Regions from separate parts of the Anser cygnoides genome. Here region 1 is linked to region 2. The links are chromatin contacts, called in public Hi-C maps. All regions are on one chromosome and are shown on one strand. Each heading gives the region's core, a stretch centred on a gene start, on an enhancer-like site or on the middle of the called end of the contact. The rest is flanking DNA. Distances are from core to core; before and after follow the strand shown.

Region 1 (7,358 bases), core at 789-3,288, 150 kb after region 2:
ATATCAAACTCCGAAGTAAGTTAGGTCAGGATGTGTGCATTGCAGTAAAAATTGGTGACGCGTCTAACAGGGTCTTCTCTAGTGCTTGTTTGCTCATCTTTATTACTTAATCTAAATAGCCACCATATTGCATTATCTTTCTCATTCAATACCATTGGACTTGATCCAGATGAACACTTCTGCCATAATTTATGTACGTTCCTTAAACTAGCATTTAAAAGTAATTTCATATGGATGAGGAATGTAAGTTGATAGCTTAATGACTTCCCATTCTTAAAATAATGAATTTATTATGCAAAGGAGGAATATAATGTGAATAGTGAAGTGTCACAGATAGTTTCTTGTTGTTGTTTTGTTTGGTTTTTGCTCAGTTTGAGTTAGAAGAACAGGGTATGTACTTGCACACTAAATAAATGTGTGCAGGGGAAATGCCCAGGGCTGCCCTCCATTCTGTGCACTGTCATCACTAGTGTTTCTTATTTCAGAGGTACAAAGCTTGCCTTTTATCTTGGCAAATAAACATTTCTGTGGCTAGATTTCATTATTTATGTTTATCAGACCCCTTATGCTTTTGCATAAATCATTAGGATTAATTTTTAATGTAACCTAGATAAAACAGAATCTCATTGTATGTTGCAAGAAATTTCATGTTTGCTTCCAGTTGCATGAATACCTGTATTCATATGCTACATGAATATAATGCTGCTTGTCACACTCTCGTTTTTCATGTTTTCAAAGACAAGTTTGGAAAGGTATGCATGAGAAACCTATTGCTGAGACCTGGGGTAGCAAGTTTCCCATAGCATTCCTAGAATACCAAAGGAAGAAATATGCAAATCACTTCAAACCCAGACGCTTTGGGCACAGCTTACAAATTAGTCTTTTCGGCATAAATCCTACTTCAATAGCTTAATTATTCAACTGTAGTTTTGCACTCCTGCTACAAAAGCAAGGAATTTCAAGCACATTGTTTGTGAGCTGCTTACAAGCCCTCCCCTATGAACCTTGGACCTTTTTCTTAACTGCTGCAAAGCAGGCTGAGAACATACCACAGAGCAGTATGCTGGAAGAGTTTTTAAATGTTAATGAATAATATGATCACTTTATTAGGGAACTTTTCCGTGATGTGTTTCCAGGCACTCTAGAGGAATGTATTTGTGCACACAATGTTTTATTTGCTTAAGAGAACAAATAACTTTTTTGATATCCTTTGACCTTCTTTTTTCCCCCTTTTTAAATTTCAAAGCTGTTGATGTAAAACTTCTGTGAAAAGGACAGGATAACTCACAGAGAACAGTGTTGTAATGTCTACTGTAAGTGTTTTTAAAGAGCCATGATACGTTCTGTATCCAAATGATTAAGGAGATCTTTTCTGTGCAGCAGCGCTAATCATTCCTTCAATTATTTCCCGAATGGCTTTGAGAGCTCTCCTACCTCATATTTCTTCATCTCATGTTCCATGACAGGAATGAAAATTGTCTGTAATTACATAAAGTGGGCACTACTTCCTTTGTGAGTTCATGACATGTAAAAGCATAATCCTATTTGTATCTGGTATTAAAGCTGGGTAATATTCTCACATATGGGGAGGATACAATGGAGCTGTGATTGGAATTTTTCAGGTGATTTCTCCCTAGAACAAGTTGGCAACTTGGAAAACTATGCTGTAAATTAAAACTGCCCATCCAAGCAGCTGTAAATTGCGTGACCAGCACTTACTCAGCAAATAACTTCCTGTGGACCTCACTGACCTTGTCAGTATTGCGAGGAGCATGGCTTCAGATGGAGAGAAATTGCTTTTGAATAGTTGCTCTGAGAATGTACGAGCAGGCGTCTCTGTAACAGGAGGCATGAGGAAAGTTTAAAAACGAGAAATTATGAAACATAGGAAAAACATTCATTTTTGTGTGTTTGTGGTATTCCTGATTTGTAGCTTTCTTGCTGGTTCCTACTTAGTGTTTAAAGTTACAGCTCTGAGAATCTTTTATTTATTTATTTATTTTTTTTCCTGGAACAATCTCAGCTTGCTTGGAGGGCGAGTCCTTGGCTGCCATACTTATGTCAGAGCCATCTGGCCGACACGTTCATTGGATTAACATGCAAAAGTAATAACATGTTCTTATCCCAAAATTTTACTTCTGATATAAGGTCAATTTAAAGCCAAGTTCAGGTTTTCTAGGGATCCAAAACATGTTTATGTAATGGTCGCAGTTGGCAATACTATTGAAATGTGCTGTTCTATGGGTGCAGCAGTCTTTCTTCTACTTGTTTAACTTACGAGTAAAAATTACCTATTGAGAAGGCCTTATTTTGAGGTATTTTACTGTTAAATCCAAGATTCCATAAAAAGTCATTATTTTTTTCTGTTAATTATTCATACTTGCAAAAATCATCCAGGTCACAAGAGACAGAAAAGATTTGAGCCCCCCCCCCTCTATTTTTAAAAGCCTGTATAAATAGTTTGCTTCCCTCATTTTTGATTTTTGTAATTCACCTTTTACTTGATCTACAAGGTGGACAAGTTACAGAACTGTCCTGTGGATCATCTTGCTTCTTGATAGAAGTAATTTTATTTGCAACTTATAGGAAAGATACAGAATAAATCCTTTTGGGAAGAAAAAAATATTTTTGTCCTTTGTAGTGGCCTTAGAAGCAGAAATTATAAGGAGGTTAAACAGTGTAGCTCAAAGACGCACTATTTGCTTCTGACTTTTATGTGTGCTTTTAGGTATGTCCGACCATCCTGAGGTGAACCAGGGCATTGCTCTTGTGTACTTTGAAGTATTCTTGGACTGAGGAAGAGTGGAGCTTGTCTTCTGGTTCTTTCGCATATATTTTTTAACATGTCAAATTTTAATCTTTCAGCTAACACTAACATTGTGGTAATGTCCAAGGTTTAAGGTTGTCAGGTGCTATGAAAATTCATGGATACTAAAATTAATTCACACAATTCCCACCTGCCTATAACAGCTATCTGAAAGGAGCAAAAGAATGGAGTAAATTGCAATACAGTAGTGTGTTTAGGGAAGCTGATAAAGCTGTACACTTCATGGTCAGTTCGTTTTCAATACAGGTGACAAAAATCTCGTAGGAAGAACTGAAAAAATAGATTCTTGAGCTGTTGATTCCTGATAGCTATATTTGTGCATCCAAATAATAATGTGGTATTGCAGATGACTGCAGATGCCCTAGTCCTCTGTAAAATGGAAAACAAGTTTCACCAACACCTACAGAATACAAAAAAAATGAGAAAAGGGTTGTAAAATGGCCTGTACAGGTTTACATTGTATAGGAACCTCAAATGATTAAATACCCTCTGACTCACATATTGGCTATTTGCCACACATATGTTGCTCTTATCTTCAGTGGCAATCAAACATGAATCTCCTAGTAAGGTTTTTTTGGGGACAGAAATATTAACCATATTATTCACCACTGCTCCCACAGTACTTGTCCTTAAATACAGAAATCTGTCTTGACATCTAAGTCCAAAAATGTTCTACTAACTATACTTCAAATTCAAAACAAATGATCATTACCATGTGTGAATCAATTTGATAACTAGAGTGTCCTGAAGGTGCTTTGGAAAGCAGTGTAAACGTCCAGATTCAAATAGCCTGCCAACACTGGGGACTTTCTTATTTGCTGTCCGTATTTGCCTGCTTATACAAATGAGCACAACAATTCAGAAAGGACAAACAGGTCGTGGGCATTTTAGGAAGGCGTTTGTCCTCATGGTAGTAAACAAAGTATGCACATAGAGACTTAACTGAATCAGAAGGCGAGAAAATCTCAGATACTTTGTCAGTTTAAAAAAAAAAAAAAAAAAAGAAGAAGAAAGGCCTTAAGTGCTTGCAGCTCTGTTTTTGCATTTTTTTTATGATTTGTTTCCCAGAAAACTGTTATGATAAATAGTTTGTGGTCAGTCTTGTGGGAGGTTATGGCTTTTATCTTAGGAGTAGTAAGGGATTGTCAGGCATCTCGCCACTGTCATAATGAAGCAAATTTACAACAGCAGTTCCTGTAAAATTCAAAGCTGTTACATACAGTCAGGTCCATATGTTACTCCTTATGTTATTTAGATAAAATCTGGTAAACTCAGCAGCAGCAGGCCTATGAGACTGTTGATGGCAGTACACATCCCAGAGTCTTTAAGGCTGTGGACTTGGCTTTTTTTTCCTAGCTGCAGCTGAGTAAGATGATTCATTTTGTGTACATAACATGTTCAGTTATTAGGAGTATGAATGTGGAATTTCTTTAATTCTACCAAATTTGGTTCAACAAATCAAGCTGTGATATACTTGCCAGGGCAAATAACCCTGATGCCCAGCCAGCTGCAAGATCAGTCTTTATGCTAGAAACATTTCCTTTAAGGAGCTTTGGACTTCAGGAGCTACTCTTTAGGTTTACATCTACCAGAAAATAGAAATCAAATGGCTTGTATCTTTTTTTTTGGAGAAAGTTAATGCTGACATCTAGTGGTGTTTTTTTGCATGTACAAAAAACTGAGATTTGGTGGATTGATCAATAAATGTGACAGCTAACCTGATTCTTTGACGATGTCTTTTCAAAATAATCTATTAAAATATGAGACTGTTGTAAAAAGCCTGACTGTGGAAAAAACGTCAGTACTAATGTTAATGCTATGCTTTTCAAAGGGTGTTACTGTGTTGCATAGAAAGGATAAAAAAAAATTTAGTGTTTTCCCTATCTTTCTTGGAGTTAAAGTACCTGAAATATATTTCCCATATTATCTGTTATTAGCTTTTTTTTTTGCAAGTGCAGAAATATTTTTAAAATACTCTGGATAAATTATTTTTCATTAAACTACATTTGATCTATTACTCATAATAAAGCAGTGATTAATAGTCACAGGTCTCAAAAGCTAAAGGGATTTCAGTGAATATGTTCAGTATTTTACTTCTGTACTTGATCATATAGTACCATATATCATGAAATCTGCTGTATTTGTTGCTTCTGGTTGCTCCAAGTAAAAAAAAAAATATATATATATATAATGTTTTCAAATGATGTTTTTACGTGCATGTTAACACAGGGAACACAATCAGAAGAGATGCATAGTACCTACTGTTTACAATGTTAGTAAGGAAGATCATTTGCAAAGCAGGTACTTTAGTTGTATAGTTTAGGGGTACGAATATCTAGTTTGAGATGCCTTTTCTGATTCTGCATACACATTCATATATTTTCATTTTATCTACAGATATTAGGCAGATTAAAGGTGCTGAATTTGAAAAGGAATGCATTTGAGTTTATTGTCTTTTTTATGACCGTGGCCATGACCCTCATTTTGCAGAGGGTTTCACAATGTGGTCAGGAATAGCCTGGCACAAAACATTCAAATTGTGGGTTATAATTAAAAGGGAAATTAAATGTAGGTGATTTCTTATGCAGCCCAACACGTGTGCTTTACTTCCCCCAGTATGCATTACACTGTAGACTTGACATAAGCCATCCATGCTGAACTTAAGTAGTTTATTCAGCCAGAGTGAAGTTTCATTTCTCACCCAAATTCCTGGATGTCCAAATGCTGGCTTCCAGTAAAGATAGAGTAGAAAAATGGTGACTTTGTCCTGTGGCATACAGCCTAAACTCTCAATCCTAAATTTTTGAAAGGTTTCAAATGTAGACACAAAATGTGGCTGTATACATTAGTTTTTATATGAAGCTGGAGAATTTGAAATATTTTAAAAATTTAATCATAAAATAGATTAACCTCTGATCTAGACTATGCTCATTATAGCTCTGCTTGAGGTTTGTGTGACATTAAGAAGAAACAGTAATACAAGTATCAACTCAGAATAAAATGAGTTGCTGGAAATTGTCCTTTGAAGTCAGGATTTTTGCTCACTGAATTTTAATTAAAACTCAGAACTGTTACATAGCAAAGTAGCAGTACTCTATAGAAGGCTGACATGAAAAGGACAATGTTCAAATCAGTTTGCTGCCTTGCTATATACAGATATTATACTATCACCACAAAGTTAACAGCTACTCTGAATACATGCACAGACATATTTTGCTAGGTATGTTAAAATCTGTAATTCTCATGTTAAAAACGGCTTTGGTTTTAGCTCAGAATTTATTTAAAAGCAGCACCTTAATCTCTGTTCTGCTAAGCAACTCAGCAATTCTGATTTCATTCAGTTTTGAAATCTGATGGGTGTAAGCACGCAATGTAACATCCAGACACTAGGAAGGCTATGTTACTCAGAAGTCAGTATCTTGTTCCATGTTGAATTATGTATGTATTATTATGTACTGAGGAATACTGTTCTCCTGATGCCTGGTGACTTTCTGACGTTTTTCATGTAGTTTGTGTTAATTTTCAAGATATGTCAGTGGAATCAATATTACAGCTGAGTAGAAACTTTTTTACTAATTGAATGGTTTTCAAACAGAACTTTAAGCCCTGGTATACGGACTGGTTTTGCAGTGAATCAGGGTGATTGGATTCTTAATGTATTGCATGTTTGTATACTACCAAAAATATTTAGTATGCAAGACTTAAGCTGCTGTGAGCTAGGATCACATAACATGCTGCAACAGAGACTAGTTTCCAGCACTTGGGTTCACTGACTTGAAACTTATATTTAAAAACAAATCCCCCAAAGCCCCAAACTTCTTCGCTTATGAATGTTTCTACCAGTAAGCTTTAATATTCACTCCAAGTCGATGCAAAAGAACATTGCTCAGGAATCACTAAGAGCTAAGGAATGTGAGTCTTCCTTTCTTCATTTTTTGGGGCCTTAACATCTGTATACTGAACTGACTTCAGGTCATAGGATCTTAGTTCCCTTTGAGAGGAGTCTTTCAGTCATAACTGAACGCTAGGGCCTCTTTCCATGAATGTTGCACATTAGTGATTCCAGGTGTTGGGACAGGATGCACTGCTTGGGTTATGATCAGCTCTCAGCTGGGATATACCATTCATGTGCTCATCAAAGCTAAGCCATGGGCACCAATGCCTATTTGAATTTGCAAACAAGTCTTTCTAAATGTATTTTTCTATGCTCAAAGCATTAAGTGGTAGGCAAAATGAAATAAAAATTAGCCTCGGGGAATGTGTCTTTTGCAATATAGGAAAAAAAAGTCTAATTTTAAGTCATTGAATCAGGTCCAGTACTTTATATTTTGTTTATAAAATGTTTTCCTGACTTCTAACCTTTTGTAGACATAATCAGTGTCTGTAATAGCCATATTTCTAATACTTATACAAAACCAGTCTTGCAAATTAAATGAATTTGGAAATGTGTATTAATCATTAAACCTATTCTTTTTTTAGCTAGTTCTAATAAGACACTTCTCTATTTTTGTGACTTTGTCCTGGCTAGAAG
Region 2 (6,868 bases), core at 2,691-5,190:
TATACATATATATATATATGCATATATATATATATGCCTTGTACCTCCCCCCTTCCCTCCTTGTATGTGCTGCCTGTGAAAGCATGCTGAAGATGGGAAGGTGACAGAAGGAGCAGGGTTGAGGCAATAAAGATGAGCTGCACAAACAAGGTCTGCACAGATCTGACATCAATATAAAATGCAGATGGTAATAAAAGTTCCTCTCCTCGTGTGACAAAGGCTGCCTGCCATATATCGCTCACTCCAACAGACGCTTTCCCTCGATCCGCATGCTCCACCCCCATTGATATTAATGGGGACTGAGCAGACTGAAGGGAGAAGTCTCCTTAGGAGTAGCAAAAGTGAGGGAGCCAAAGCTTTAGAAAATGGAAGCCAGCTGGAGTGACTACAGGATGCTTATGCTAATCTATCACAGCAAAAATAAATGGCACTGATACACACACACACAAATCTACAAACAAAACCGAGCCATGACCGCAAATAGCAAATAAATAAAATGGGAGAGCTAAGCAAACTGTCAGTAAAACAGCATCACAAGCCAGCTGGGCGTTAGTCACAAAAGGTACTTCTGACAACAATCTGCTTCCCTCGCCCCAGGTTTAGAACCCCCACGCCTGGGCTGTAGCACATTTATGGGGAGCAGTGCAAGGATCAAAACAGAGACAGTGAGAAAGCACATTGAACAAAATGAGAGAGAAGTGAAAGGGAGGGAAGCTTTCTAAAACATCTCTTCATGCAGAACTCTTTTTTAAAATCTGAACATCTGGAGCGCTCCAAACTGCCCAGTTTAATATAGCAGAAGTCTAATTAAAATCCATAGCATATTATTATTACATTTGAAAATGAAATAGTTCATGACCTCTTATATACATTTGTGTTTGGTAGGCTGCTCATTTGATTTGTAATTTTTTAACATTTCAGCCTCCAGTAGGTAGGAGAGAGAAATGAATTGTCTCCTATACAAGCATCACGTGAACTCCTAGATGCTTCCAGGGGTTTGACATGTTAAGGATGCCTGTTAAAAGTGAGTTCAAAAGTTTTGTTGTGGTGATGTCTCCATCAAAACTTTTGTGTTTAAATACTTTCTCCCTTAATAAAATCAAAAATCAAAATGAAAAGTAAGTTGGCTTTTCTCACACCATTCTCCAAAAGAACTTGGCGCTCTATCAGCTCAAGGCCAGCATTTCAAGAGCTATGAAGTAATGTTTTCAGCTGAGGTTCTTCAGTGAGGCCAACCATCTCTACCCTAGTTCAGAGGTTCACCTGTTGTCCTCTTCTGCACATTGTCTTTTTGGGAGAGCTTGTTTCAAGGGAAGACAGAGTGCAGCTATGTCTGCAACCTTACACCTTCTTACTCATTTACTATGGCATTTGGTTCTCTGAAGAAAAAAGAACCAGTGTGAGTTCTTTGTAGAACAGGAAGCTACTCCTATGAACTTCTATAATAAAAAAATAAGACATTTGTGTGATGCGCTTTACCAAATGGCCAAGTCAGACAGTAAGGCTCTTACACTAAGTGGTACACAGTATTATGAAAACAGGATGCACACAATTTGCTGATGGACATCAACCGTTAAGTGTAGGCATAGAATGACCACATATGACATTTCTGGGTTTGGTTCTAAAGGTTTTAGAGAGGACAGCAACTCAAATAGTATAATTTTTTAGTTTTTAATTACTTTCCCGCAAAATTTTATTTTGTCGTCACTGTTAAATTTATGTATCTGATACTTATTGGACTGGTGGGAGGGTTAGCTATAAAAGATAGTTTTGAGAAGTTTAAAGATGCTTTTGGGACTGATGCTGTTTCTTCTCAGAGAATCAGCTGTAAAATCTTTTTTTCCTAAGCTCTCTTGACTAAGGATGTCAAGAATAAACAAAAATCCTCAAATTGGTTTTTGAAACTGTGGCTCCATCTTATGTAGGCACAGTGCTGGATGGCACAATCCTATATTGTTTTTATTGCTCTCTCAATGGTTTTCATCTACACTATGAACCAGAGTCTCCTTTAAGAATGAAGATCATTACAGAAATAATACAGGGATAGAGCCACTAACAGCAGATGTATATGTGTGCCACCAGCTTCCCCCTCGTTTTCTTATTTCACAGATACATTTACAATCATTTGGCCCTTGTGTACAGAGGAATGGAGACAAAGACTCTTGCACAAAGTAGAGGTGGGTCTTGCCAGCAGTTTAATCTCTCTGTGGGGCTCTTATGACTGTTTAGGAATTTTTGTCCTTTGGTGGGAGACTCGTCCATTCTCTTGTCCATTAGTGGTGAACCATGTTACATTCAACCCTGCCTGGCCATATCTAAGAGAGAAAATGGCGGCCAAACCTGACCGTAATAGATCCCTTTACAGGGAGACTACCCAAAAAAGGAATGAAAGGAAGGACTGTTCTCTTTAGCTTACAAAGAAAACAAATACAGTTAGCTGATTATTTTAGAAGGAGGTTAGAAGAAAATATAGATGTTCCATGCTTCGCATAGCTAGTAGATGGCCCTGCAGTGATTGTGCCTTATTTACACATACCACTCTATATTGATCATGGCATCTTTGATTACAACTACTGGACAGTATGCAGATTAACAGTACTGACACTTTGCAAAATTTTAGGCTTCACAGCTGTGTTACAAGAGTTAGGAGTGCCAGCTTTTACATGCCTGTTAATGTTTTTTAAACATCAATCACAGAACTGACTACAGATCGTTGACTCTCCTATGTGCAAGTTTGGGCTAAAACTACATTTTAGAAAATATATCTGAAATGAAAAAAATACATACACTGTTTGTTCTTTTTAGCCTACCAAGTGCTCTGTTTAGGCTGGAAAATGGTAGCGTGCTGAAGTACTTGTACAATGTTGAAATGCTGTTGTTACCCAGTAAAAGGTCTCAGAACATTTCTCAGTTTTGTAATTCAGCAATAAATTGCTCAATACTAATGAAGGCTCTGTTCTCACTCATTTTGGTCATGCAGATAATTTCAAAAGAAAAGTGATCTGGATTTGACCCAAATTCTATGCCTTCTCTCTACCCATACGTGAGTGTACTAAGGTACAGAACAATGAACATACATATAAAACAGGTAATTGCATGCTGTTTTTTTCCGTGAGTTAACTGAGAGGAAAGTAACAGGACACTCGGATACTAGAAGATTATTTATGAAGTTCACTCCTGTAAGAAACAGTGCTTGAGAGGGGGAAAGGTCAGTTAGAGGACAGAAAATCAGTTTCATGCAGTCAGTGGCTATAGCTGGGGGAAAAAAACCTGTGTTAAATATTGCCAACATTTACTACAAATTTACAAGTTACATTATTGAAATCTCTACCTCAGTATAAACCAAAAAATGGTGGTAGCCAAGAGGCTCCAAATCCACAAACCTGTAAATCATTAATAGTATTTTAAATATATCTCTAGAAAAGCTACAGACCACTTGCTTTTAATGCATTGGGAATGGATATTTATTGAATTTACTCTCATTTATTTTAAGCAAAATGTTCAGTACACCTTGGCTGACCACATATACGTGCAACAACTTGGTACCACTTCCCTGTCTATTACCAAATCAGCTATGCAAACTATTTGTTTAAACATCTGTTACAAAACATACTTTCAGACTATGAACCCAGAAAACTAACAGAGTACTCGTCTATGTAATGGGATAACAGACAAGTCTGAATTGTTTTTCCCCTCTGACAACCTGTTTGAACAAAATGGAGGAGGAAAAAAGGAAGGATAATTACATGTGAAGTGGCAGCAGTGTTGGTTAAGGTGGTGCCATCTGACACAGCAGACATCTGGCTCAAGGTTGGGGAAGGTGTTTCAGAGCAGTCAGTAGTATCATAGCTACAAGTCTGCAGCTCATCTAGAATGGCTGTGGAGGACTCACTCACTGTGCGGGAGGAGCACTCACTCATGGCAGAATCTGTGCTTACAGAGGCTGTTTCGTTCCTGTGGATAATACTTTCAGAAGCTAGGAATGGGTATTTATATGAAAATTGTGAAAGGGCTGGGGTTTTATAAAAGCGTGAAGGCAAAAAGTCATCAAGCGCTGGCAAAGAATATGGTACTAGATAGGTGCCACTGTCTGGTGAGAAAGAGGCTCTGTTAACTGGTACCACAGGAGGAGGAAGAGGCAGTGGAGAAGCTTCTGTTGCTGTTTGTCTGTGTGTCTGTGAAGCATTTACCTCCATCACAGGGGCAGTTACTTTCTGGTTTCCAAGCTGAGATTTGAGGGAAAAAAAATAAGAAAGAAACAGATTACCAAATGAATAAAAACGTTTCCCTTTGCCTCTTGCTGTGTGTAGGAGAATTACAAAAGTGTACGTTTTTCAGCAGGCCTAGGAAGTTCACATTCACATGGATTAGGAAATAAATCAACCATACTCTATATTAAAGTAGAAAAACATGAAAGAAATTAATGCATCAAATACTAGTGGAAGCAATGCCAGAAACCACAGTGTTTTGGGGATGAATATTCCATATATTGGAATATATGGAATGAATATTCCACAACATATTCCATATATTAATAGGGTCACGCTATTTTATACTTATACATAAATATGAGGCTAGAGAATATCATGCTCTTTTTTTTTTTGTAGAAGGAAAAAGGCATCTGTGAGCCTGATCTCTATAAATGTTACTCCTTTTTTAAATCAAAGGATGGGTACCATTTTGAAACTGTAACATACAGATGGGCAGGACTGCAAGCTAAATGGAAATGCTAGTATTGAATGTGCACATGACCCACAAGCAATAGATTGTGGATTTTTTTCCTCTTGTGATTGAATACTTCTTCTCCACTGCCTCACTGATAATAACGTTTGGATGATCTTGGAATTTCCAAGCACTCTGGAAGCACCCTGTCAGCCTACTGGATAAGGTGTAAGTATATCAACCTTTTCAACATCAGAGGACACAAGGATTGCTAAGCTATCTGGTATAAATACGAGGAAGAACAATGATTGGGAACACGAGAACAGGACAGGGATGATTTAGCACTGAAACAAAACACACTACTTGGCTGGCTTCAGCACCATTCCTTAAAAGCATAAAGGAATATCCTCAAAAGAGTGCTTCTGAAAATTCACACATTACAAGCTTTATGTTTTGATATTTCAAATCGGTCACAATACACCAGTTTTAAACTAGTCCTGAAACTGACTTTTAGCGTCTGCAAATTGTTTTTGAATTAAAGATACATGAAAAACATCTTGGTGTCCAGCCTTTGTTAATCAGACGCACAATTTTTTCTATATTGCCCATCAGCTGCAAGCTTTCCATCAATTTCTGAAATACATCAAAGTACTTCAGCACTAGTAGTTTCACTTTCGACAGAGCTGACAAGCTCTGGAATAGCTGCAGGGCAAGAACATTTGGGATTTAGAATTTATTTAAAAGAGAGGACAGTAGGATACCACATGCAGCAATTACTACTTAAAAACAAACAAACAGTATTTACTCATAAATATCACATTGTTACTGAAGATAATGCTTTTTTCCAGTGCTTGGAATATGCAGACATCTTTAACTCTAATCATTCAAAAATGTTTCAAACCATCAGATTAAAATGCCATTTTGGCATTTTAATCCACAATCTGAAAATATCTTGTAAAACCCTTATAGAAGACTTGGAACACAACCCAGCTTTTGCCACTTGTGAGAGATCACTGGGGGTCCAGTTCCATAATCCTTGCTGAGATCAACTAAAAGTTACACAAATAATCTTGGTGAGGTCAACAGGACCATTCCTATGAATAAGCATTTCAGAAAAGGATTTTCAGCATACGAAGAGATACCCAACACTTGTTCCAAATGGTTTGAAAGAACTGTTTGGCATTACTGGACCTATCGAATATACAAAAATAGCCAAAACCTACTGTTAAAATTTGCAGTTAAAACAGTAAAAACAAACAAATAAAACAAAACCACACATAATCAAACAGCTTAAAATTAAAATCTTATTTATCAGATATAATCTGATTTCAGTAAGCAATGTTTGAAATCTAAACCTTAAAAAAAATCTTTTTATATAGTAACTTTAAACAAATTACTTATTTAGAAAAATCAATAATCAAGTGGATGACTGTAAAAAGAAATAACATTTTTAGAGATAGCTAATTTGCCAATGGAAACATCAAATATCAAATTAAATAAACACTTAAACTTCAAATATTCAAATTAAAATATAATGAAAAGCAATCATAAAATGTTGTGAAACAGCTGGTCATAGAGCATAACATATCAGGGGCTAAAGATCTATGCATTTAACAACACATATAACAGTAATTTCACCTCACTGTTAGACACATAAAGGTAAAACATAACTATCCTTCATGATGTATTTCAACATCCAAGTCACAATTCAATATCTCTAGTGAATGACACAAACCAGGAGATAAAGCAATTATGTGTATGAAACTCTGAAGTTCTTGAGACCAGATATCCTCTCAGCATCCCCAGAAGAAAAGCTGCATGACTGAGCTACCATAACTAAATTGATCTCTGAATTGTTAAAATAAAAGGCAACTTTGGAGACTCAAGAAACCTGGTAAGCTTGCTAGCTTCAAACTGAGATGATTTCCTGCATGCTTGAGAAAAGTAAGGATGGACAACACAAGGAAAGATATTCAGGGTGCATCCAGAGAGCAAGTGAAATGGAATTCTTAAATAATTAAATACATTGTGCTTGGCAAATGATAGCTGATTTCATCAAGCCAAATTCTTAAATAAAATATAATGTTATGATTCTTACAACATTGGTAGAAGGCATGCAGCCATTCTAGGTACTGTTTCCCAATATGAAGTTTCTCAGCTTTGAAGGGAAAAACTTGAGTATTCTGGCTGGTTCCAGAACTCTGTC

Evidence for each region. A called contact is a pair of places that touch in the nucleus more often than the background predicts.
Region 1: a contact with region 2 is called in a Hi-C map of liver, with 2.6 times the contacts expected there. The contact joins two enhancer-like sites. A contact is called at or near these places in 2 of 7 Hi-C or Micro-C datasets (both in liver).

What each region holds. Positions count from the first base shown.
Region 1 is chr4:60,056,918-60,064,275 of Taihu_goose_T2T_genome, forward strand. No RefSeq gene overlaps it. Among named protein-coding and RNA genes, the nearest start is that of TLR3, 6.5 kb to the right of the region's middle. Within about 2 kb of position 2,039, at least 2 of the 3 cell types and tissues checked have open chromatin away from gene starts, as enhancers often do. A contact at or near this core is called in liver, where this site is marked.
Region 2 is chr4:59,904,646-59,911,513 of Taihu_goose_T2T_genome, forward strand. SORBS2 (sorbin and SH3 domain containing 2) reads right to left here. Exons shown (of 28, transcript XM_066996226.1): 8 at 3,747-4,226. Among named protein-coding and RNA genes, the nearest start is that of PDLIM3, 79 kb to the left of the region's middle. Within about 2 kb of position 3,941, at least 2 of the 3 cell types and tissues checked have open chromatin away from gene starts, as enhancers often do. A contact at or near this core is called in liver, where this site is marked.